Linked DNA regions of Mus musculus: regions 1, 2, 3, 4, 5 and 7 are each linked to region 6. Evidence: chromatin contacts called from public HiChIP or PLAC-seq and promoter capture Hi-C data. All regions are on one chromosome and are shown on one strand. Each heading gives the region's core, a stretch centred on a gene start, on an enhancer-like site or on the middle of the called end of the contact. The rest is flanking DNA. Distances are from core to core; before and after follow the strand shown.

Region 1 (3,082 bases), core at 26-2,525, 1.9 Mb before region 6:
CGCATTTGGGCTGATGATGGCTCAGAGGCAGAGACATTTGCCACCAAGCCTGACTACCCGAGTTTGATCCTCAGGACCCACATGGTGAATATTGTGGATGAAAATTTGTTCTCTGCCTTGCACTCGTAACCTGTATCACTTAACCCTGCCATGGTGATTTGAATAAGAGCCCCACAGGTTCAGATGTTTGGATATGTGATTTAGGAAGCATGGCCTTACTGGACGAAGTATGCCACTGGGGACAGACTTTGAGGCTTCAGAGCCATGTGCTACTCTTAATCCACTCTGTTTCCTCCATCCTCGGGGTTAAGATGCAAGTTCTCAGCTTGCTAGTCCCATTGCCAAGCCTGCTTACTGCTACGCTTCCCCATTATGATGGGGATGGGTTTGTCTCCCTTTGGAACTGGAAGCCTAAATAAAACCTTTCTTCTGTATGGCCAAATAGTTTTCCATAGCTGCAGAAAAGTAACTAATGAACCTTATTTATTAATAAATTTTTTTAAAATCAGACTTTTTCCTTTCTTTGTTTTTTTCTATTAAGATTTTGTTTATTTAGTATAAGGATCTGTGTTTATTGATACATCAGGCCTATGTGATGAGTGCTTTAAAGACCTATAGCTGCTTGAAGGGCCTCACTTGAAAAGGAGCGTCTTTGTTCAGTCAGGGCAGTTGTTATAAGTTTCTATAAGTTTTCCATTGGAAATGCTCATCAGGTCTGTTCAGAGAGAGAACCTCCAACTCCCCAGCTGGCCTATGCCCCTGGGGCAGCCAGATGTCTGGGTAGGGTCCCCACTTAAGCCTTGTCAGTGTTAAGGGAAGCCCCTTAACACTGATAAGGCTGTTGCTGGAAAGTTGTTTCCTTCCTATAGCCCAGAGTGGTTCAGTATCATGACATTTGGGGCAGGAAAGTCTTTTGTAGAGGGGCTGTGTTTAGCAGCAAGCTGGGGTTAGGGATGGGGTGGGGATAGAGAAGGGCGTGGTGGCAGCATTTTACCTACTAGATTAAATAACACCCACATCCTTACCTTCAAATTATGAAGAAGACACTGTTGACAAATTGTGGCTTTAGACATTTCGAAGTACCCTGGAAGACAAGATCAGTTGTGAACTGATATATCCTCCCCATGGCTGGCCTAGGCCAGTGGAAAGTACATAGCTTGCCAGCCCAGTATTCTGGAAACTTCAAGGAAGGGCAAACCACAAACACCATACTGTAAGAGCAGGAGACTGAAGTAGGAAACAGATGTGCTGAGCGGAGGGGAGGGGGTTGGGGCTTTGAGCATGGAAAGTAACAGAAGGGAGGAAAGGGGAGAAGAGTGGGCAGGCTGGGAGCAGGAGGAAGAGAGGAGGCACTGGATTGAGATGCTGCCTCCAATCCCCACTCCTACATCTGTCCTTCCCTCCTCTCAGGAAATACAGGACTGTGTCCTGGAAAAGAAATCTAAGGGAGGGGGTGGAGGTGACATCCTATTCGGAAATAGCAAGTGGAAAAGTTTGGATTTAGTGAAAATGAAGGTCATTTGACTCTCAGGAGGTAGTCACGGGTCCAAGAAGGCACACAAACCTCAATTTCTGGTCACCAGACTCTCACCATTAATTGGCAGTTTTATTTTATATTAAAAGTTGTTGTCTTTGCTTTACTCAAATTGATCTTGGGTCTCCCTTCCTGCTTTTTAAGTGATGTTTCTCTACATGGACTGCCCCACCCCCAGTACCACCAAGCTTCAGAGTCTGTCTTTAGTGTAGTGGTTTTATCACGTGGAAATGTGCAGCAGACGTTCAGAATTACCTTTCCTTTCTCCGACATTATGACCACACATGCTTTGCTCTAAATACTATTAAGTATTTTTATTATTGCTATTAAAAAGTCTTGCCTTGGGCAGAGCCCCAGTACAGCTTAACTAAAGGTATGCATTGAAATAACAGCAAGTATGTAATCATGTTACATTAAAATCTGAACTCATGTATGGTTCAGATTTTTGGATGCATAGAAACTTATTTTTTTGACCCACTTGACCAGGTTCTCTGGTTTTAGAAAACATTTTTCTTTTCTCCCACTCTAAAACCATGTATGGTTTTATTCAGGGTCCCCCCACCCCACCCCCTTCCTGGAGAAACACACTAGTTTTCTCTAGGCTACAGATTTTTTCTGTTTTCTGCATGTATCTTTGAACTCTGCCTGGCCATATAATGAGGTTGGCAAGGAACTGATCTTCCAACATGAACTTGCTAGTGCATGATTTTAACAGCTACTAATAGAGCAGATTATTTTCTTGCAGAGAATCTCATAGGTTTGTGGAAGTGTTTCTGTATGCAAGTGTCCATTCTCTGTCTAGAGGTCATTTGTCAAGGGAATGCTTCAATATTTAACATAGCTCTGGGGTGTGGAAATGAGCTACCACTCAAAGTTCAGTTTGCTTTGGGTTCATTTTTGTCCGTTATTGCTATTTTCTTTTTAATATCTCTTGGGCAGCCTTAGAGATATTTCTCTAGATCAGTAATTCTCAGTCTTCCTAATGCCGTGACCCGTTAGTAGAGTTTCTCATGTTATGGTGACCTCCAACCATAAAATTATTTTCATTGCTACTTCATAACTGTAATTTTGCTAGTGTTATGAATTGTAACATTACTATTTTTGGAGAAGGAAGTTTGCCAAATGGGGTCACAGCTCAGATTCAGAATTGCTGCTCTAAAGAGTTCTGTGTCCACTCTCTGTAACTATGTTTTAAAAATTAAAGTGTGTGTGTGTGTGTGTGTGTGTGTGTATGTGTCTATGTCTGTCTGTTTCTGTGTGTACAGTGCCCATGAGGGTGGTTCTGAGGTGCCCAATGTAGGTGCTAGGAACAGAACCCACTACTGCAAGAGCAATGTATGTGCTCCTAGCCACTAAGTTGTATCTCCATCCCTATTCTCTTCTTTAAGTGTTGAGCCTGGCATCCAGAGCTTCCCCCATGTATACTTTCTTAATATGCTGGGAATTAATCCCAGCTTAACTGATAATCTTTGCTATATTGCTTTTTACACTGACATCTAAACTGGAATACATTGTAAGATGACTTTCTTTAAAGGGTGGACTAGGTTT
Region 2 (2,902 bases), core at 319-2,818, 1.7 Mb before region 6:
TGTCAGAATAGAAAGCATGGCAGGAAGCAGATAAGAACAGTGAGATTTCAGCTCGTCAGTTTTCTAAAGTGTTAGGGAAGCAGCCTCACCTAGTAGGCAGATTGTAAAGACAGACTAAAACCAGGCCTTATATGTGACAAAGGGTGGCAGTATCTTTGAGAGTTCGAGCATTCAGAGAGGTGGGTGCTCCAGAAAGTTTCAAAGAATGTGATGGTATTTACTCTGGATGGAAATATGTGAGTGATTTTACGGGATGGGGTAGTAGGTAAGTAGTCTGAGCGAAAGCAAGGAGGTGGGAATATTTAAGGCATGCTCAGAAGAAAAGGTGGGTCTGCCACTGGCATCCTATAGCAGGCAGAAAAAATGGCCAAAAAGGATCAGCCCAGACAGTGGATTCCTTGCATACTCAGTGGAGATATTATGAGCATTTTGAGTATAGGAAGCAACAGGAGTCTACTGATGGCTGTAAGCTCTGTGTCTTCCCCAAGATGGAGAGTGGGGGGAGGAAACTAAAGATGGAAGGATGAGGGATGGAGAAACCCAGCATGCATAGGAGGGAATGACAACAAAGGAGCCATAGTGATGAGGACATACTTTTGAAGAAAGGATTTATGTGTTTTTATTTATATGCATGAGAGTTTTACTTTTGTGTATGTCTGTGTACTTATGTGTGGGCCAGGTGTCCCTGAAAGCCAGAAGAAGGTATCAGATCCTATGGAACAGTTGCCATGTGGGTGCTGGGAATTGAACCCTGGGACCTCTGGAAGAGCAGCCAGTGCTTCTTGACTGCTGAACCACCTCTCCAGCCCTGACATATTTACTCCTTTTTAAAAGACAAGCAAACAAACAAAAAAACCAGCAAAGACTGCAGAATTTTGTTTCATACTTTCTGTGTTTCTGGAAGAACAAGTCATGTCTCAATAAGAACTGTGGTGTGGGAGACAGAAACCAGCCTGTAGTACTCATGTGTGCTGATAAAGGGGAGCTGACACACGCAGCTCTTCAGCAGTCTACAGTTGTTAGCCACAGAAATTAGGGACAACTTCACTCAGTACTTAGTTTATGCCCGGCACAGAGCTCTGCGTTCTACAAGACATACTTTATGCTTCCCTCAGAGCGACAGCAAGGTGAGAGATGATGGTCTTCATCTTGGTTTTGCAAGGAGGAAACTGAGGCTGGGGATTAGACGTAATGGTCTCACTCTTACACAGCTACCAAGTAAGGAGCAGCATCGAGCAGCATCGCACACAGCCTTTTTTGATCCTGGAGGCTGTACCTAACTGCTATATCCTACTCCACAGCAAGACTTTTTTGTTTTTGTATGAATTGGTTTGGCCCCGAGCACCCTGGGAACCTTAGGGACTACTCTAATGTGCTTCTTTTGGGGTGGAAATCTGTTTCTGTAACACAAAGGATGCTGAGCGTTGATGAAAGCGGCTCACAATGGGAGCCGAGGAGAAGCTGTTTGTGTTGGCACTTAGAGCAGCCTTCTTCAGGACTGCGGGTCTGATCCTCACCCTCTCTGGAGCAGGAATGTGAAATTCCTCTTTCTGAAGTGAGTGTGAATGGACCTGGCGAGTGGCCTCCGTGGAGGCAGCGTCTTTGTATAAGGCAGTCATCAGCCTTGGAGCTACTTCAAGATTCATGAAAGGCAGAGATGGGGGAAGACCTTGGGCCATCCATCCTCCTGCTTGCTTAAGATGGTTCCCGGCGGGGATTCTGGGGCAGCAGCCAAGTGAGAAGATGTATTTCTAGGAGGGGTTTTTCTGCTTCTTCCAGGAATCATTTTTGGGACAGTTCTACATGGCCCCACACAGTGTGATCAGAGAATCCCTGCAGCATAAAAACGATGAAAAAGAATCGAAGGCCTCTGGTGTGATGTATGATGATTGTCCTTTGGGGAAACAAAACAAAGTAAAAACAAAACAACTTTGTGGGGAAGCTAGCCCCGCCCCTCGGTAGCTCAGGGGCGGGAGGGGAGGGGGGAAGCTGCATCTGCCTTGATCTTGCCCGAGACAAGTGGGAGGGCTGGCAGTACAGAGTGAAGGGCCCACTCCCAGGGCAGGCCCTCGCGCTGTCTTTGTTTTAGGTCAGAGGGTAGTATCATGCCATCACAATGTATGCTCTTTTTTTCCTACAGAGCTCGGGCCTTTTGTTTTGTTTTGTTTTTAAACTTTTAAACTTTAAACTTTGAAGCTTTAATGACTTTGTCTGTTGCCTGATGGAAAGGGTCTGTGTTGGCTTCTCCCATCTGGGCTGCTGGGGAGAGTGGGAGGTCCCTGCTGTTGGTCGGTCTGCTGCTCTGCCTTCTCGTCTCCCACAGACCCTTGGCTCTCCTGCAGGCTTTGAAGATGGTTTGGGCCTAGCAGTAACTTGACTTTGGTCAGTTTCTTTAATGTTAGGTGATGCTGTTTTGTAGGCTGGTTTCAGGAGCCAGTATACCAAGTTTTGCAGTGTGTAAAAGCTCGGGAGGCTTCGTCACGACCTAATCTTCAAACATAATTAGACCCCATTTTCAGATGTAATTTTATAAAAAGATAGTTCTAAGTGCTCTATGTGAAGTTTTTAGTTTTTTTCATCACCATAACAACACCATAGGAAGGCTTGATTAGCGTGGATAAATGAATCAACTGAGGTTTACTAAGGTTATTGATAATCTATTCAAGGTCGCTCTGAATTTGAACCTAGGCTGTAGAAGAGGAAGAGGCACGAGCATCCAGACGTGCTAGATTGTTTCTGTGTGCCTTCATGGTAGTTTGTCCTGAATGTCAGCTTGGTTGCAACACCATGCACCTAAGAGGCTATTGAAACATGACCTGGAGTATCTGTGATCATGTTTCCAGAGAGGGAAACACAAGGGAGGATGGCCCGTCCCAAATGTGAGTGGTACCATCCCATGAAC
Region 3 (3,159 bases), core at 23-2,522, 1.7 Mb before region 6:
GAGTACTCAACATGGGGAAGCCCTTTCAGAGTGCACTAAGTGCTCCTTGCCCACAGCTCCTCTTCCCTTCCCCTGTCCTCCCTGTAAAAAGGAGACTGGGGCAGAGTGGGGATTTCAGAGAGGGAGCTTAAGGCTCAGCATTTAGATTAAGATAAATGTGGAGAGCAGTTTTAACCTGTTTATCTGAATCTCCTTAAACTCATTCTTTCTTTCTGCCCTTTCCCCCTCTTCTGTTTTTCCTTTCTTTCTTCCTTCTTCCCATCTCCATTTTTGCTTGCTGTTCTTTATTTTTTTTCAAAGAAAATTACCATGAAAGTACATTTATAGGGCCAAACAGAGCTACACCTCCCCACCCCACCCCTGCCCCCAGTTGGAGGTCTGTAGCTTGGTTTTCTTGGTATTCCGCTATATCTCAGGCCTATGCTATGGAAGCAACTTCTCTTTTGGTGGGTACAGTTCTACATCTGCAACTGATTTTGCCTGCAGATGGGTTTGGACAGAAATAATTAGCCACTTGCCCCTTTTGGTGAGGGTGCAAGTGGCCCCTCTTGCCAGCAATTACTGAACCAAGTAAAAGAAGAAGCCTAGTGGGAGAGACTTGTGGAAAGTTAGACACCAGAGCAGGATTCTATAGTTTTAGAAAGTTACAGCTAACTTTTTTTTCTTACACACGAGTGTGTGTGCGCGCGCACACGCATACACACACACACACACGCGCACACATACACACACACACACACACACACACACACACACACACACACACACAAAGCAGATTCGGAAGTATGACCTGGAAGAGCTTGGCTCTCTTTCCAGGGTGTCACTGGCCTTTTCCTCCTCAATTTTATTCTAAAGGCTTATTTCAGTATGCTGTGTGTTTTGAATGCTGCCCTTTGGCATCACAGCTCACTCATGGTACACATTAAGCAAATGTCTAGAAACCCTGATCTATTCTCTGGAAAGAGACTTCCGTGCTTTAGCAGCACCAATGGCCCCCATTTCGTGCTTTTGCAGAATATGATGTAACAACTTGCCATGGGACACCTTTGGATCCGTATGGATTTGACTCATTTTCCTTCGGTGTGGCCTCTGATTAAGACAGCATCCAGTGGTATTAGGGGACTTGAGCGTCTGTTAGCGAATCAAGCTGCTGATTTCCATCCTCTACCATCTATCCCTGGGATTCAGAAACTGTACGTGGGGAAGCTGCCTTGGACAATAAAAGAGCAAAACACATTCTGGATCTTAATAGGAAACAAAAGTGTATAAACAAAAGCAGACTGCTTCTTTAAATATCCAATTGCACAACAGGACTGGTCTCCCAGGGAAGTGTAAGGAGCCTGTGTTTAATTGAGAAAAGAAGCTAGGTTTGTGTTTTCTTCAGTTGTCAGTCTAGCAGATGAGATTGGAGTCTTGACACTTCACAGAAGACAGACTCCTTTCCATTAGCCAAATGAATGCAGAGCCTGCATCATTATTGGACTTTGTAAATTCGGCCTGTGCTGTAATCAGACCTCTCAAATACAGCTGGTGACTGCTGGAAAGAGTGAGGGACATCAAGCTTGAAAGGAAGAAAGTAAAAGCAGTTCTTAACCGTTTCAGCTCGTTTGCCTGGACCCAGTTTAGACCTCAGGTCCTTGTAATGGGAATTTAAGATGCAGAGATATGAAACCGAGTTTCTTTTTCTTTTTCTTTTTTTTCTTTTTTTAAAAAATATTTTCTATTACATATTTTCCTCAATTACATTTCCAATGCTATCCCAAAAGTCCCCCATACCCCCCCCCACTTCCCTACCCACCCATTCCCATTTTTTTGGCCCTGGCGTTCCCCTGTACTGGGGCATATACAGTTTGCGTGTCCAATGGGCCTCTTTTTCCAGTGATGGCCGACTAGGCCATCTTTTGATACATATGCAGCTAGAGTCAAGAGTTCCGGGGTACTGGTTAGTTCATAATGTTGTTCCACCTATAGGGTTGCAGATCCCTTTAGCTCCTTGGCTACTTTCTCTAGCTCCTCCATTGGGAGCCCTGTGATCCATCCAATAGCTGACTGTGAGCATCCACTTCTGTGTTTGCTAGGCCTCGACATAGTCTCACAAGAGACAGCTACATCTGGGTCCTTTCAACAAAATCTTGCTAGTGTATGCAATGGTGTCAGCGTTTGGAAGCTGATTATGGGGTGGATCCCTGGATATGGTAGTCTCTAGATGGTCCATCCTTTCGTCTCAGCTCCAAACTTTGTCTCTGTAACTCCTTCCATGGGTGTTTTGTTCCCAATTCTAAGGAGGGGCATAGTGTCCACACTTCAGTCTTCATTCTTCTTGAGTTTCATGTGTTTAGCAAATTGTATCTTATATCTTGGGTATCCTAGGTTTTGGGCTAATATCCACTTCTCAGTGAGTACATATTGTGTGAGTTCCTTTGTGAATGTGCTACCTTCGAGTTTCTTTTCCATTTACACTGAAGCCTCTAGAATTTACCAGATCTGTGCGCTCTCTCTCTCTCTCTCTCTCTCTCTCTCTCTCTCCCTCTCTCTCTCTCTCAAGTGGGAATCTGTTACGTCTTCAATCTTTTTATTTCCAATGTGTTCCAAGCAGAGGTAGGCTGTATATAGAGTAATTATAAGTAACCAGTGACTTCCCATGGAAGGATCCTTTAAGGGAGATGCTCAGACCCCGAGCATCTCAGAATGTGCACATAATCAGTGCAAACACTCCCAAGGTCTGAGCTGCTTTTAGAGAGGACGTGGAGGTAGAGAGACCCATTTCCCCTCTCATGTATTGGCCTGGCCTGGCTCCTCACATGTGTGATGTATGTGTATGTAGGAGCTGAGATGCATATTGACTAAAATTTATGGAATAATGCTTTTGGATCCTTAGACCTTAAAAAAAAATGTACAATGTTCAATTGCTAGAGGCTAGGCAGAATATTGTTTCTTGAGTGTTTTGAAGAAGGTAATCGTTCAGGGAGAAATAGGTTGTCATTATTGTCGTCTTCATTTGCAGTACAAATACTTAGATTCTAATGCTTGAGAAAATCTGCTAGATTAAATCACACACCTAACTCGTTCACCAGGCAGATTGCAACTAAACTTCTCCCTGGACTGTAAATGACTCTGGTCCTGGGCCCAAGCATCCTAGACCCGGCTAACTAACTCATT
Region 4 (3,062 bases), core at 298-2,797, 1.7 Mb before region 6:
TATAGTGAGGGAAGAACAAGCAGTGGATATGTAGATTGCCTTCTGACTGGGAGAATGGAAGGAAGGGCAAGTGGAGTTGGCTCCTGTGCATGGTGTGTATGGATCTGCTAACTTCAGCACCTCTATTCTCCGTGTTTGGGATTACAGTGGTTGAAGTTCTGACAGACAATAAACTTAGGGGTAAAGATGCACTCTTTTACTGAATTTTCTCTGTCTTAGGGTTTTTATTGCTGTGAAGAGATACCATGGCCACAGCAACTCTTATGACAGAAAGCATTTACTTGAGGTTGGTGTTTAGTTTCAGAGGTTTTGTTCATTACCATTATGGCAGGAAACATGGTGTCATGCAGGCAGACATGGTGCCAGAGAAGTAGCTGAGAGTTCTACATCTTGATCTACAGGTAGCAGAAGGAAGACTGAGAGACACCAGCCAGACTTAAGCTTCTGAGACCTCAATGCCCATTCCCAGTCACCCACTTCTTTAACAAGATCATACTTCCTAATAGTGCCACTCACTGTGGGCCAAGCATTCAAACACAGGAGTCTGTGGAGGCCATTCCTACTCAACCACCACACTCCCTGTGTGTGGACCAGTAACTTCTACAGTTCTGAAGGTTCGTGTGTGTGTGTGTGTGTGTGTGTGTGTGTGTGTGTGTGTGTGAGAGAGAGAGAGAGAGAGAGAGAGAGAGAGAGAGAGATCCTCTTGATCTCAGGAAGCTGATATTGTGGTAGGTATTAATTAATTAACTAATTAATTAATTAACATTAGGTATTAATGCCTAACAACCCTTTAGGCAACTGCATGTGACATGCTATCGAAAGCATACTCTTTGGTAGTGTATATAGCAGAACTACTTGTGACTACTTTAAGCCATAAAAATCTATAAGAAAAATATCTCAAACCACAATAATTAGTTTTAGAAACAAGATTATTTATAATTAAGAACTGTGTCAAACTAGGAGGCCAAAAGGAGGAGGCACACCTCGTCAGGGCTCATAACTAGAGGTAAATGAGCAGTCAAGTGTCACCTCCATTGATGGATGCCCTCACACCCTTCTCTGTCACATTGCCAACTCAGGAGGGATTCAGACTTTTAGGACTGCCTTGAATTATGTTCACATGTGCCTCTTTGACAGGATGTACCCAAGACCCTTCCTCTAAAAAGCTCCAACCTCCACCCTTGAGTTTTGAATTCATTTATATGTCATATCCTTTAGAAATTTTTTTTGCTGCTACTGCAGTCTGGGAGAGATTTTGAACTCATAAAGAAGATAACTTCATCTCTTTGCAAAATTCTTACCACATGTTAACCTGCCTTCTATCAAAATATACTGGGCTCTTGATGAATAAGAACTTGGGAAAGGAGAAATTTCTCTGAGATCTACTTCTGTCTTTAGAATAGTGTCATCTATGAGAAGAGTCATTTGCCCCAGTGAAATGTTAAACCCACTCACTGTTCTGGGTATGGTACGTTCTGTGTAGGCTGCAGGAGGGAACCATCCATGAATAATAATGCTCAGAGGAGGAGATGACTGTTGCTCTTCCCACACCTACCACCTCCAGCCTTGGCTCTGTTCACTGCAGTGAGATGTGCACCTAAAGTAGGGCCTAGTATATGCAAGCTTGTTCTGCATCTCAAGGCAGGAATCCAGCTGGCAAACCAGGGGTTGGATCTGGAACCACACTAGTGGTCTTGGGTTTAAGGCAGTATAATCTCAACTCCCATTCCTGCTTTGCAGTGAGCATTTGAATTTTTGTTTGCCACAGCTGGGAGATGGTGAGATGCATCTGTACCTGTAGCATCCAATCCAGGGATGCTCATTAGTGTATGTTAGGCAGATCATACCTGCAATAATACTTACACAGAGAAAGCTGTTCACAGGAGTCATTCCCTTTATATGTGGCCTACCTAGTCATCTTGACTATCTATTCCCCCTGCCTATAGATAATGTTTCCTTAAATGCATTTTACACAGGTTAACAGAATACCTCTGGGCTCTGAATACCTCAGCCAATATGTGTAGCATTTTCCCATGCATCCTCTGTAGGACTTTCAAGGCTTACAATGATAATTATGATGTTGATGTATATGTGTGCCTTTGAGTATTGGCAATGATGCTGGCAACTTGACCCAATATAGTTATAGCTGACAATGGAGTCTCAGTTGAGGCTCTGCATTAGAGTGGGCTGTGGCCATGTCTATGGAGGATTGCCTTTTATTTTAATCCTCTTTACAGTCTAGGTCCTTTATTTCTTTTTGTACATTAAGCTAGGACTCCACAGGGAAAGGGATCCAGCAGCTCAGGCTCCTTTGGTAAACCTCACAAAGTGGTTCTCTGGATGGAGCAGGCTGGCACTTTACCTGAACCCAGGTGTCCTTCTCTCTGGTTTCCCTTTTCTTCTGATCATTCTCCTTTACCTACTTCAAGAAGCACACATAGAGTGCTTAATGTGCTCAGTTCACACACTGAATTCTTTGGCAAGAATCCTGCCCCTAACTTGTTTACAGTGAGGCTCATTGCATGATGGGTGATGCTGTGTATGCTTCCTGTTTTGTGGTGGACTCTTCCTGTTTTGCTGTGGCATTCATTATGGGCAATCCTTTATGAACATTCCCCATTCCCTTGATAGCTACACTATCACCCTTGTTGTGGACTCACATGTATGGGACCAAAGTATCACCACCAGTTTTCCTAAAAAGCATGGAGGAAACATGGTGGTGCCTCCTCCCTTCCCTTTGTGTTGTGCATTTTGGTGAGTTTCTAGATGAGTTCTTGTTTTGTTTTGTCTTGTTTTGTTTTTTCAGACAGGGTTTCTCTGTATAGCTCTGGCTGTTCTAGAACTCACTTTGTAGACCAGGCTGGCCTCGAACTCAGAAATCCGCCTGCCTCTGCCTCCCGAGTGCTGGGATTAAAGGCATGCGCCACCACGAGTTCTATGGCTGAAAGATGGAGCATTGTTTTAATTGTTGACTTAAGTAAGAGAGTCCAGTCAACCGTGGGTAGCACTATTCTTTTGTACTGTATGAAAAAATCTGAGTATAAGCCTGTCAGTCTGCCTGC
Region 5 (2,787 bases), core at 273-2,772, 1.8 Mb before region 6:
TAACCCAGCATGGGCTCTGCTCCCTCGCAGTGTTTAACTTCTCAAAACAGACATTAACATACTCATCTGTCAGACAGAGACATGAGCATCAGAGTTCCCACTGTCGTTCCAGGATCTGGAGGACAAGGGGTGAGGGCTTTCAGTTTACCTTTTGGAGGTAAAGGTATCTGAAAGATTAAATGATTTGGGGGCGCTCTCCCACCAGAGTAGCTAGTATCTTTGCTGACAGCCTCTGAGGATATTGCTCCAGTTCATTAGGTCATGTTTGCAGGTGTCCAGTGTGCAGAGCGGCAACCTGCTGGTGGGAATGGAAAACTGAGACTATTTCATCTTCCTTCCCATCATTACGGTGGGAAAGGACTATGTTAACAGCCCTCCTGGTTTTCTCATAATGTATGAAACTGGCTAAAGGCATGCCTTCCCAGCTTGCTCTTGAACTTACATTATGTAGATGGTTATCTTAAAAGTCCAGAATCATCTTAATAATATCAACTATATTGCTTAGCATGACAGTCTCCTTAGAGACTGAAATGTAACTGATAGTCTATCAGCGATTTTGAACCTTTCACAAGAACTGTGTGCATGTATATGTGCCTCTGTGTGTGTGTGTGAATACTTGTGTTTGTATGTGTGTGGATGTGTGTTATTTTTCTCAGTGTTTGTTACTCTCTGAGAATATACTATTGCCCAGGACTATTTAATTAAACATGACTTTAAAAAGTTTGAATTCTCCTTTAAAGTAGTGACAGAAATTGTTTAACATGATTTCTTGGTTATATGCTGCCTTTGGAATGGCAAGAAAGCAGAGTCAAGAAAATCCAGCCACTCTGTTAAATCTTTATTTATTTTCTAAGGAGTGGGAGAGCATTTTTATCCAAGCGATGAGAACCTCCTGGAGTTGATTGACTTAAATTAGCTTGATTGCTTTTTATCAATCACAGCTGTGCTGTTTAGCATAAAAATGCAAAACATCTAAAAAGCATTTGCCTTGCAGCGTGCTAGAAAGATGTTTTTAGTTAGTTTTAAGATGTTTCAAATTTTTATTCTGCACAGATTCTCTAAGAATGTATCCAGAACATATCTAGTTACAGAGAATTAGTACAGATATTGTAAACTTGGAGAAAATGAATTAAAGAAAATATGCTGTTTTATGAATTACATATTTAGAATTTGGACTTTTTTTTGCTTTTAAATGTCTCTTATACGTTAAACAGTTCAGCAATATTTGTTGCAGTGACCAAGCCATGCAATTGCTGCTAAACATTAAGAAACAGTCCTTGGGATTTTTCACATAATACACCATTTGGTCTTCCTTGAGGAGCTGTTGACATGGTTCAATGGAAACTGTTATAACGTCAGGTGAAGCCCACTTTGTCCTGAAATCCCATGAATGAAGTTCAACTCATCCTTTGCCTGGCTTCTTGGTTTCCTCCCTGGCTTCAGTGGTGTGCTGATGAGTTAAGGGTCACTATGCTGATGCTGTGAGAGTGGCCAGCTCTGCACAGTGGTCCAGGTGCTGCCACCGTTTATCACGTCCTCTCACATGGCAGATGTTGTCTTAAGCAAGTCAGAAGGAGGTGGTTTCTCAGAGCTGAGAGGGAGGAAAAAAAAGTCAGATGTTTCACTGGCTGCTTGTCTTTTTGTTTTGCCCAAGTGGTTCTTCTAGCTTCCTGCATAGAATCCCTTGCTGGTCCTAGCACTCAGTGCGGGACATGAGTTCACAGAGAGAGCTGTACAGGTCACCAGCTACAGCGCATGCCTAAAAACAACCCCAGGTGTCCTGGTCAGGTACTCTACAAGGCACGAGTGTAAGAATAGAATGTGCCCACCTTTACTCAGCTAAGGGAGCTCCCAGGTCTGGAATAGGAACACCAGAGCTATAATCTTTGAGTTAGAGAGGACGTGGCGTGCAGGGAAGTGTTTAGAAGTACTAGTAAAACAGGCAGGAGTCACCAGAGGGATAAGTGGAAACCCTTTGAAAGCTTGTGTCTTGGGCTCCAGAGATGTGGGATTAAAACATTTCAAGGCTTCTCTCCATTAGTTTATCATGTAGATAAGTCTGTGATGGATGTCTGTATTGCTTTTAGCGCAATATAATAAAATCTCCAAGTATGTGATGTATAACTGTATTCTTGAAAATTAAAAAAATACCCATTTTACTCTTGCTATAAACCATTTCCAAAAATAATTCTCCTACTATGAAAATATATATTACAATTATACTATTACTATTTAAGTCAATCATAGCTTTAACCTTATGACAGAATTTAGAAAAATGTTTTCAAGTTCTCTTCCAAAAAAATATCAGTTCAGTTGTATATACATTACTTTTGACATAATTATTTCAGTAATTTACCTAAAATTTAGAGGTTTTGTTTTTGAAGTTAGCTTAATGCTATTGGAACTGTGTCCGTGTAGTTTTAGACCCCCTCGCTGAAATTTAATTTAATTGATTAGCCGAACCCCTGCTTCTCCTGCTTTCTCCATTGTCCACTACCACACCCAGCTACTTGCCTTTTTTTTTTTTTTCCTTAACCTCATTACATGGCATGCTCAACCTGGCTGTGTTTCTCTTCGGGAATTTTGGACGGCTTCCTCTGATGTAGTAGAGGGTCCTGAACATCTGTCTGGACTACGGGATTCCAGGGCTACTTGTATGGCGTGTTCTATAGACTTCTAAATTGCTGTTTTAAAAACTAAGTTCCATCCAGTAGCTGACTGTGAGCATCTACTTCTGTGTTTGCCAGGCTCCAGCATAGCCTCACAAGAGACAGCTATATCAGGGTC
Region 6 (2,952 bases), core at 377-2,876:
ACTTTACAGAAATATATGGACGCAGACCAATTTCCTAAGTTTGTGGACCACTCTCAGAGCTTATTACCCGGCAGTGCAGCTGAGTGGAAAGATAACCACATCCATTCGCCTTATCTGTAATGATGCAATGCACCCCAGCCCTGGGTCTAGATGATTGGGGAATAATGGGATTGTAGGACTGCAGGGATGACAAACAAAGCTGCTGGTATCTCGCCAATACACTGAACCCTATGACTCCCGAGCAAGGTGGAGGCTCCGAAAACAGACGCTGCCCGCCGGATTCTGCCCCTTGGAAGAAGTTAGCATCTTTTGGCCAGGGAAGCATCTGCTCTCGCACTGAGACAGCAATACCAACAACTGCGAGAAGAGCCATGCAAACACACTGTTTCCGAGCCCCAGCCAGGACAGTGCGAGTGAGTATCCTGCTTTTCTTTGTGTTTGGAATCAAGTGTCATCTAAAAATAACCGGTTGGTAGGGAGAAGTCACTGCACAGTACAATGCCAAGAACGGGAGATCAGAGACTACTCTGATAACTGATGCAGCTCTGGGCTCACGTTTGTTTGGAAAAACTAAATCTGCCTCCATTTTCTGTGCTAGAAAAATCATCGCTGTCTGTCACCACAGAAACCTTACCTTTTGCAGAAGCTGGGAGCCCGAGTACTTGGCAGCGATGGATTTTATCTCCCCACCAAAAGCGGAGGCCCACAGCTTCACTCTATGGGGAGAAAAGAGCAGAGGGAAGAAATGTAATACCAGTGTCACCGTCACACACGCGCACACACCGGGCTGTGGCTGAAAGAGCAGGGCGATAGAACATTAAAGGAAAAAGGAAAGAAAGATTAAAAAAAAAAAAAAAAAAAAAAACTCTCTCTTACAAACTACCCGCACCAAGATGTAGAGCGCAGCGCGGGATGGGGTCCGGGGTCACCGGAGTTCAGAAGGTGTAAAGCCTGGCTCTCTAAGAAGACCACGGGCTTTCATAGAAACAATTGCCTGGTTACTTAAACACCTAAAATGAGCATCACCTGGCAAATACTACTCTGAAGAAATCCACCCATCCCCACCCCCACCCCACTTCCCGGAAAAGTAGGATGGCAAGGTAGCAGAAAAGGGGACCATTAAACAGCCCGTGGAAGTTGCAGTCTGTAAACAGGCTCTAAACTTGGCGCTGTCACTTGAGGTGAACCTCTCCAGGTCTTACTCCCCAGCCCCAGGGAAAGGGCGAGAAGGTTCCACCCTAGTCTCCCGCCACTGGGTGCTGATGCTGAGAGGCAGGTGCAAGAGGCGAGGCCCGCACCCGCCGTGGGTCCTGCCCAGCCGCACCTGCAGGCGCCCAAACTTGGGCGCCCCGGGTCTCTCTCGGGCGCTAGCCGCCCCTCCCGGGGAGTCCCAACACCAGGCACTTACACGGAGAGCGGGATCTGCTGCTCGGAGCGCACCACGTCCCCCAGAGCGGCGTAGAGAAGCGCGGTGGCTAGGAGCGCCGAGGCCCCCCGGGACGCGCAGCACAGCGAGCCCGGCCCGGCCATCCTGGCGGCGGCGGCGGCGGCGGCGACTGGAGCGGCCGCGGAGAGCTGCGCCGGGCGGGCGGTGGGCGAGCGCGCTGGGCTGCCTGCTCCGCCGCGCGCCGCCCCTCCTGCCTCTCGCGCGCCCGGCTCACTTGGGGAGCAGGGGGGGGGGGGAAGCAGCGGGGTACGGGGGGAGGGGAGGGGAGGGCGGAGAGGAGGCGGGAGGGAGCACTGGGGAGTAGGCAGGCGCGGGAGGAGGGAGCGAGACGCGCCTCTTGCCGCGGCAGCTGCCCAGCCCCGCCTCGGCGGCCCCGGGGAGTCCGGCGAGCCGCGGCGGGAGGGCGGGAGGCGCCTCGCGGGCGGAGACTCGCAAACTCAAGTGTCCTTGGCCGCCACGGCTCGTGCCTCGCCCGGTCCGGCCCACTGCGGCCGCTGAGTTCTTTACAACTCCGCAGTCCGCCGCCACGGGCGCGACTCTCGGGTGGCCCCGGGCGGTCCCCAGGCCCTGGCGACCGGAGCGGAATGGGGGTGGGCGGCTCGGGAGCGAGGCCGAGGACCCCGATGCTCCACACTTTGCCAGTAGTTGATCTGGTCAGGAGCCCCGGGGACTGGTCAGGGGCGTTGTGGTGGGGGGCTGCGGAGCCTAGAGGTGGTGCGACCCCCTCCCGATTCCCCTCACGGTTCCTTGGGAAGAGGCAGAAGTCTGGAAGAAGCCAGCGGGCGGCGGCAGCGGCAGTGGACCGGCTCGTATAGCGGCAGAACGGGCTGGGGATGGGACAAGGGGGTCGGGTTCTAGGGAGTGCACCGCGGCGTGGCCGCCCATCGCTGCTCCACCGCCGCGGCGACTGGAGGAAAGCGCGGAGGGTGGCGCTGCAGTCGCGGCGCGGGCACCCGGCGGCCGCACAGCTACCGCTGGCGTTCCGGACCACGGGCCGGGGTGCTTTCAAGCCTACTGAAGCTCGGGGTCCGGGGTCCGCACTGCTACACGGTGCACCCAGGGACCAGGATGCCCGGGCGGGAAAGGAAGCAAACGCAGCGGAAAGTCCAACCTGACCGGCAGACACCCTTAATTCTGCGGGGGGAGGAGGGGGGTTCAGATTGCTCCGAGCACGGAGGTTCCGCACACCAGCCCCCGCCCGGGAAGAGGCAGCTGAGCGCGGGCGAGGCTTCTGAATACCCACAGGGAAAGCCCCAGGATGTCTCTTTTGCCGCGGCCCCACCCTTAGAAAAACCTTGTCCCCCATCCTCGTTCAAGCTCTAGGGTGTGACTAGGAACTTTGTGGAGCCCTCGCGCGGGCTGACGGTAAAGACCCGAGTGAGGCTGAGTCATCCTCGCCTGGCGGAGCAAACTCGGGCGACCTGGGGCAGCCGTGCGCTCCTGACCTCGCCTAGTCTCCGAACGCGCCCCCGCCGCCTCGGTTCTCCTTATGTGCATGTATTTCC
Region 7 (2,955 bases), core at 210-2,709, 1.6 Mb before region 6:
ATGCCAAAGGGGGAAAACAACTTTTGATCTCGTTAGAACCAATTAAGCTTTCAGAGAGCATGAAAGAAAGTTGAGCGCAGGCCAGTGTTTGCTCTGGGTGGATTTTGTCAAGGAGCACAGTTAAAAATAATGAATGTTAAAGAGAGCCCCTGCCTGGCTTCCTACTTGGGGTAGGGGGAGTTAATGTCTTTTGGGTTGTGTCTAAGATGCCAGGGATTCCCGCCCCCTTGCAGCAGGACATCACCCACAGCATTGCCTCTTCCCCATGTGCCCAGAGGTGTTAGGAGGATCATTTTCTTTCACACTTTCCCAGAAAGGTCTCCCTCAATCCTGTCCCTGTTGTCACAGCACGTTTAGTGTACTGTGCGCTTTCTGTTAGTCTGTGGACTAGAAAGGTAATCTAATTAGGAGAGAAGGTAAGAAACCTGCCGGATCTTGGCAACCATGACAAACGTGGGCTTGGGTATTTCACCAGCGCCTCCCACTTATGCCTCGATAGCTGGAGAGGCCTTTGAACTTGACAGGCAGCTTAGACAGAATGCAAAGTATGTCTTTGACAGGACAACATTTCAGGTCTGTGAGCAGCTTTCAGAGATTCTGGTTGCCTTTATTCAGAGCGACTTGCTCAGTAAATGTTTAGAGGGTCCTAATTATGCTTTGAGCGATTAAAACGTTGTGGGTTCATGCTGTTTTGCTCAGGAGAACAGCTTACTGTGTATATCTAAAACGGGGGAAAAGTATTTGAAAGGGAGGAAAGAAAAGAAAAATGGGAGGTGGGTGTAGGGGTGAGTGCACTGCGCCTGCGCTGTGGAGCCCAGCCTCTTGGTGGAGCATATGAATTCACTTACATGTAAATTGCTTGTCGCTGGGAATTAAGGGGAGGCTCTGAAAGAGCTGCTTTGCCGTGTTTACTGTAGGATTTTTGACAGACTCTTTCCTCTTTCAAGTAAATTTGGCTTAAGTCCATAGTGAGTCCAGTTTTAAGTAAACTCCTCTTTTGTTACATTAACAAGGTTACAACATCACTGGGGCAGATTTCCAGCTGCAGGAACCAGGGCCTAAGTACTGGGCTGAGGGCATAATTAAAACCTTCGGGTGGGAGAGTTAAACTCTCAAGTCAAATTGGATAAAAGGCTAATTGTCCATAGCAACATAATACATGCTTTAAATATCTGTGAAATGAAGAGGAATGGGAGGAAGTTTGGGGAAAGAATTCTGCTCTGTGATTTGAGATATGATTTTTGTTATTGTTTGTTTATTTATTTATTTACTTACTTACTTCTTTTAGGTTAGGATGAAGGGCATTTCTACCCCAGGCCCACGCAGCACTGGGTTTTAGAAGCACAGAGCCATCATCTATGGCTCTGGTGGCGTTTCTTCTGTCTGTGCTTTGTCTTCTTCAGCACAGGGAGAGGTTAAAGCAGATGAACAGGGCCTGCAGCAGGCTTCAGTTAGCTCTGGCTTAGGACGCCAAACAGTTTGTGCTCACTTGCCTATCCTCCTCCAGAGGACAGGGGCTGGATATGGGTAGGGGTGGGGGGTCCTGAAGGGGGGAGGGAAGCATGCACATGGATGTGGTCACCTCGTGATACCACCCAGCCAAGCAAGGTGACACGTTACCACAACACCAAGAAAACCAGTGAGGTGTAATGGGGCAATGGCCGCTCTTGCCCAGCAGAGGCATCAGAGAGGCCCATTTGGTATTCATTAGGTATAGCTCTGCCAGGTGGGTGAAAAAGGAAGCCTAGAGATTCTGGTCATTCTGTCCCTCTGACAGTGGCATGGACAGTGGTGGAGAGAGCCTGAGCAGGCAAGCCTTCCAGACTTCAGTGTTTGAAGCCCTAGAAGAATGAAGTGTTGTAATGTAGCCTGGAGTTACCCCAGGGTATTAGAAAGGTCTGGGCTAGAGGGAGGAAGGAGGAGAGAAATCTTACAAGGACTGATTTTATGGGTTGGGAGCCCTTAGAGGTGAGCATGGGATACTGCTCTAGACGTCTCAAGGCCTCTGCAGGACAGACTATACCCAGGAGTCATCATCACAAGGGATGCCAAGTCTTTCCTCTTGGAATTAGACTAGCCATTTAGAGAAGAAGTTTGAAAGCTAGAGGCTGAAAATGATGAGTGAGTTGGGACAACACTCTGAGTCTCAGGGATGGGTACAACATAGCACAGTTTTCATGATACCCTGGCAGGCCTGATCTGTACAAGATCAAAGAGGCAGTGCTAGAACCAGGCAGGCATAGGGACTGGGCAAAGAGAGTAGGGAGTTTCACTCTCTGAAGACTTGCTGACACCAGGGACCCCTGTAAGAATCTTAGTCTGAGTTCTGGTCCTACATGCCAGGAAAACAGGATCCAAGTTGGCCTTAATGCAATGTGGTGCTCAGGATGGCCTCTCCCTGTGTGTCCCCTCAGCCACATGCTGGGGCAAAAGCCACTCGTCCAAGAATTGCATTTTGGATGTGGCAGTATCACAGAGTGCGTTTCAGTTCCTTCTCAGTTTGTGAGTGGTGTGCACCTTCTGCCTGATCTTGAAGGCTTCTTGGCAGGGCCACAGCTCCATCTCTGTTCCACCATGAGCAGTCTTGCACTTGTGTGATCGGCAGCAGAGACAAATATTTTTGCTCAGAGTCATTTAGATCACACATTTGCCTAGCTGCAGCTTATTATCACGAGTGTTTTAAGCACACTTAAGTATGTAGAGTTTATAAATTCATTTCTCCTGCCAGCACAGTAAATCTAAATTCCTTCTTACATGGACCAAAGACATGTACTCTATAAACCATGCGGTAGCTCAGAGCAGAAACGACACAAGAAGATAAAACTGAGGACATGGTGCTGAATAGGAACCAATTCTCCTTAATTCCACTAATAAGACTTTTGCTATCTTTAGATTTCTTTGTCTTTAAGTAGTGCATGTTCCCTGTTAGGAGTATTTTAGTTCTCCTGTGTATAT

Evidence for each region. Promoter capture Hi-C pulls out the DNA fragments that hold promoters and counts their contacts. HiChIP or PLAC-seq counts read pairs in DNA pulled down with a chosen protein or histone mark.
Region 1: a contact with region 6 is called in an H3K4me3 HiChIP or PLAC-seq map of embryonic hindbrain, with 16 times the contacts expected there. The contact joins the enhancer-like site here to the promoter of Cacna2d3 in region 6. A contact is called at or near these places in 8 of 39 promoter capture datasets (3T3-L1-derived adipocytes, the C10 cell line, cranial neural crest and 5 more) and 3 of 115 datasets of contacts at active chromatin or transcription factors (astrocytes, embryonic forebrain and embryonic hindbrain).
Region 2: an H3K4me3 HiChIP or PLAC-seq map of forebrain shows a contact between it and region 6, with 8 times the contacts expected there. The contact joins the enhancer-like site here to the promoter of Cacna2d3 in region 6. A contact is called at or near these places in 4 of 39 promoter capture datasets (frontonasal cranial neural crest, hippocampal neurons, pre-B cells and 1 more) and 4 of 115 datasets of contacts at active chromatin or transcription factors (embryonic forebrain, embryonic hindbrain, forebrain and 1 more).
Region 3: a contact with region 6 is called in a promoter capture Hi-C map of hippocampal neurons, with 6 times the contacts expected there. The contact joins the enhancer-like site here to the promoter of Cacna2d3 in region 6. A contact is called at or near these places in 6 of 39 promoter capture datasets (the C10 cell line, cranial neural crest, hippocampal neurons and 3 more) and 2 of 115 datasets of contacts at active chromatin or transcription factors (astrocytes and neural tube).
Region 4: a contact with region 6 is called in a promoter capture Hi-C map of hippocampal neurons, with 8 times the contacts expected there. The contact joins the enhancer-like site here to the promoter of Cacna2d3 in region 6. A contact is called at or near these places in 6 of 39 promoter capture datasets (cranial neural crest, frontonasal cranial neural crest, hippocampal neurons and 3 more) and 3 of 115 datasets of contacts at active chromatin or transcription factors (embryonic forebrain, embryonic stem cells and neural tube).
Region 5: a contact with region 6 is called in a promoter capture Hi-C map of liver, with 5 times the contacts expected there. The contact joins the enhancer-like site here to the promoter of Cacna2d3 in region 6. A contact is called at or near these places in 7 of 39 promoter capture datasets (the C10 cell line, cranial neural crest, hippocampal neurons and 3 more) and 2 of 115 datasets of contacts at active chromatin or transcription factors (embryonic forebrain and stem cell-derived neural progenitor cells).
Region 7: a contact with region 6 is called in an H3K4me3 HiChIP or PLAC-seq map of forebrain, with 7 times the contacts expected there. The contact joins the enhancer-like site here to the promoter of Cacna2d3 in region 6. A contact is called at or near these places in 5 of 39 promoter capture datasets (hippocampal neurons, liver, maxillary cranial neural crest and 2 more) and 2 of 115 datasets of contacts at active chromatin or transcription factors (embryonic forebrain and forebrain).

The regions. Positions count from the first base shown.
Region 1 is chr14:27,787,971-27,791,052 of GRCm38.p6, forward strand. All of the region lies in intron 4 of Erc2 (ELKS/RAB6-interacting/CAST family member 2), which reads left to right. Among named protein-coding and RNA genes, the nearest start is that of Gm45645, 51 kb to the right of the region's middle. Within about 2 kb of position 1,276, at least 25 of the 459 cell types and tissues checked have an H3K27ac peak or open chromatin away from gene starts, as enhancers often do.
Region 2 is chr14:28,056,388-28,059,289 of GRCm38.p6, forward strand. All of the region lies in intron 14 of Erc2 (ELKS/RAB6-interacting/CAST family member 2), which reads left to right. Among named protein-coding and RNA genes, the nearest start is that of Gm34996, 180 kb to the left of the region's middle. Within about 2 kb of position 1,569, at least 57 of the 459 cell types and tissues checked have an H3K27ac peak or open chromatin away from gene starts, as enhancers often do. A contact at or near this core is called in forebrain and stem cell-derived neural progenitor cells, where this site is marked.
Region 3 is chr14:27,997,304-28,000,462 of GRCm38.p6, forward strand. All of the region lies in intron 8 of Erc2 (ELKS/RAB6-interacting/CAST family member 2), which reads left to right. Among named protein-coding and RNA genes, the nearest start is that of Gm34996, 120 kb to the left of the region's middle. Within about 2 kb of position 1,273, at least 6 of the 459 cell types and tissues checked have an H3K27ac peak or open chromatin away from gene starts, as enhancers often do.
Region 4 is chr14:27,974,339-27,977,400 of GRCm38.p6, forward strand. All of the region lies in intron 8 of Erc2 (ELKS/RAB6-interacting/CAST family member 2), which reads left to right. Among named protein-coding and RNA genes, the nearest start is that of Gm34996, 99 kb to the left of the region's middle. Within about 2 kb of position 1,548, at least 12 of the 459 cell types and tissues checked have an H3K27ac peak or open chromatin away from gene starts, as enhancers often do. A contact at or near this core is called in hippocampal neurons, where this site is marked.
Region 5 is chr14:27,937,154-27,939,940 of GRCm38.p6, forward strand. All of the region lies in intron 7 of Erc2 (ELKS/RAB6-interacting/CAST family member 2), which reads left to right. Among named protein-coding and RNA genes, the nearest start is that of Gm34996, 62 kb to the left of the region's middle. Within about 2 kb of position 1,523, at least 9 of the 459 cell types and tissues checked have an H3K27ac peak or open chromatin away from gene starts, as enhancers often do.
Region 6 is chr14:29,720,238-29,723,189 of GRCm38.p6, forward strand. It overlaps Cacna2d3 (calcium channel, voltage-dependent, alpha2/delta subunit 3), which reads right to left and starts at 1,627. Exons shown (of 38, transcript NM_009785.1): 1 at 1,409-1,627; 2 at 635-716. The coding sequence starts at 1,530.
Region 7 is chr14:28,164,297-28,167,251 of GRCm38.p6, forward strand. The region is part of intron 16 of Erc2 (ELKS/RAB6-interacting/CAST family member 2); the gene reads left to right. Among named protein-coding and RNA genes, the nearest start is that of Gm52097, 220 kb to the right of the region's middle. Within about 2 kb of position 1,460, at least 51 of the 459 cell types and tissues checked have an H3K27ac peak or open chromatin away from gene starts, as enhancers often do. A contact at or near this core is called in forebrain and second pharyngeal arch cranial neural crest, where this site is marked.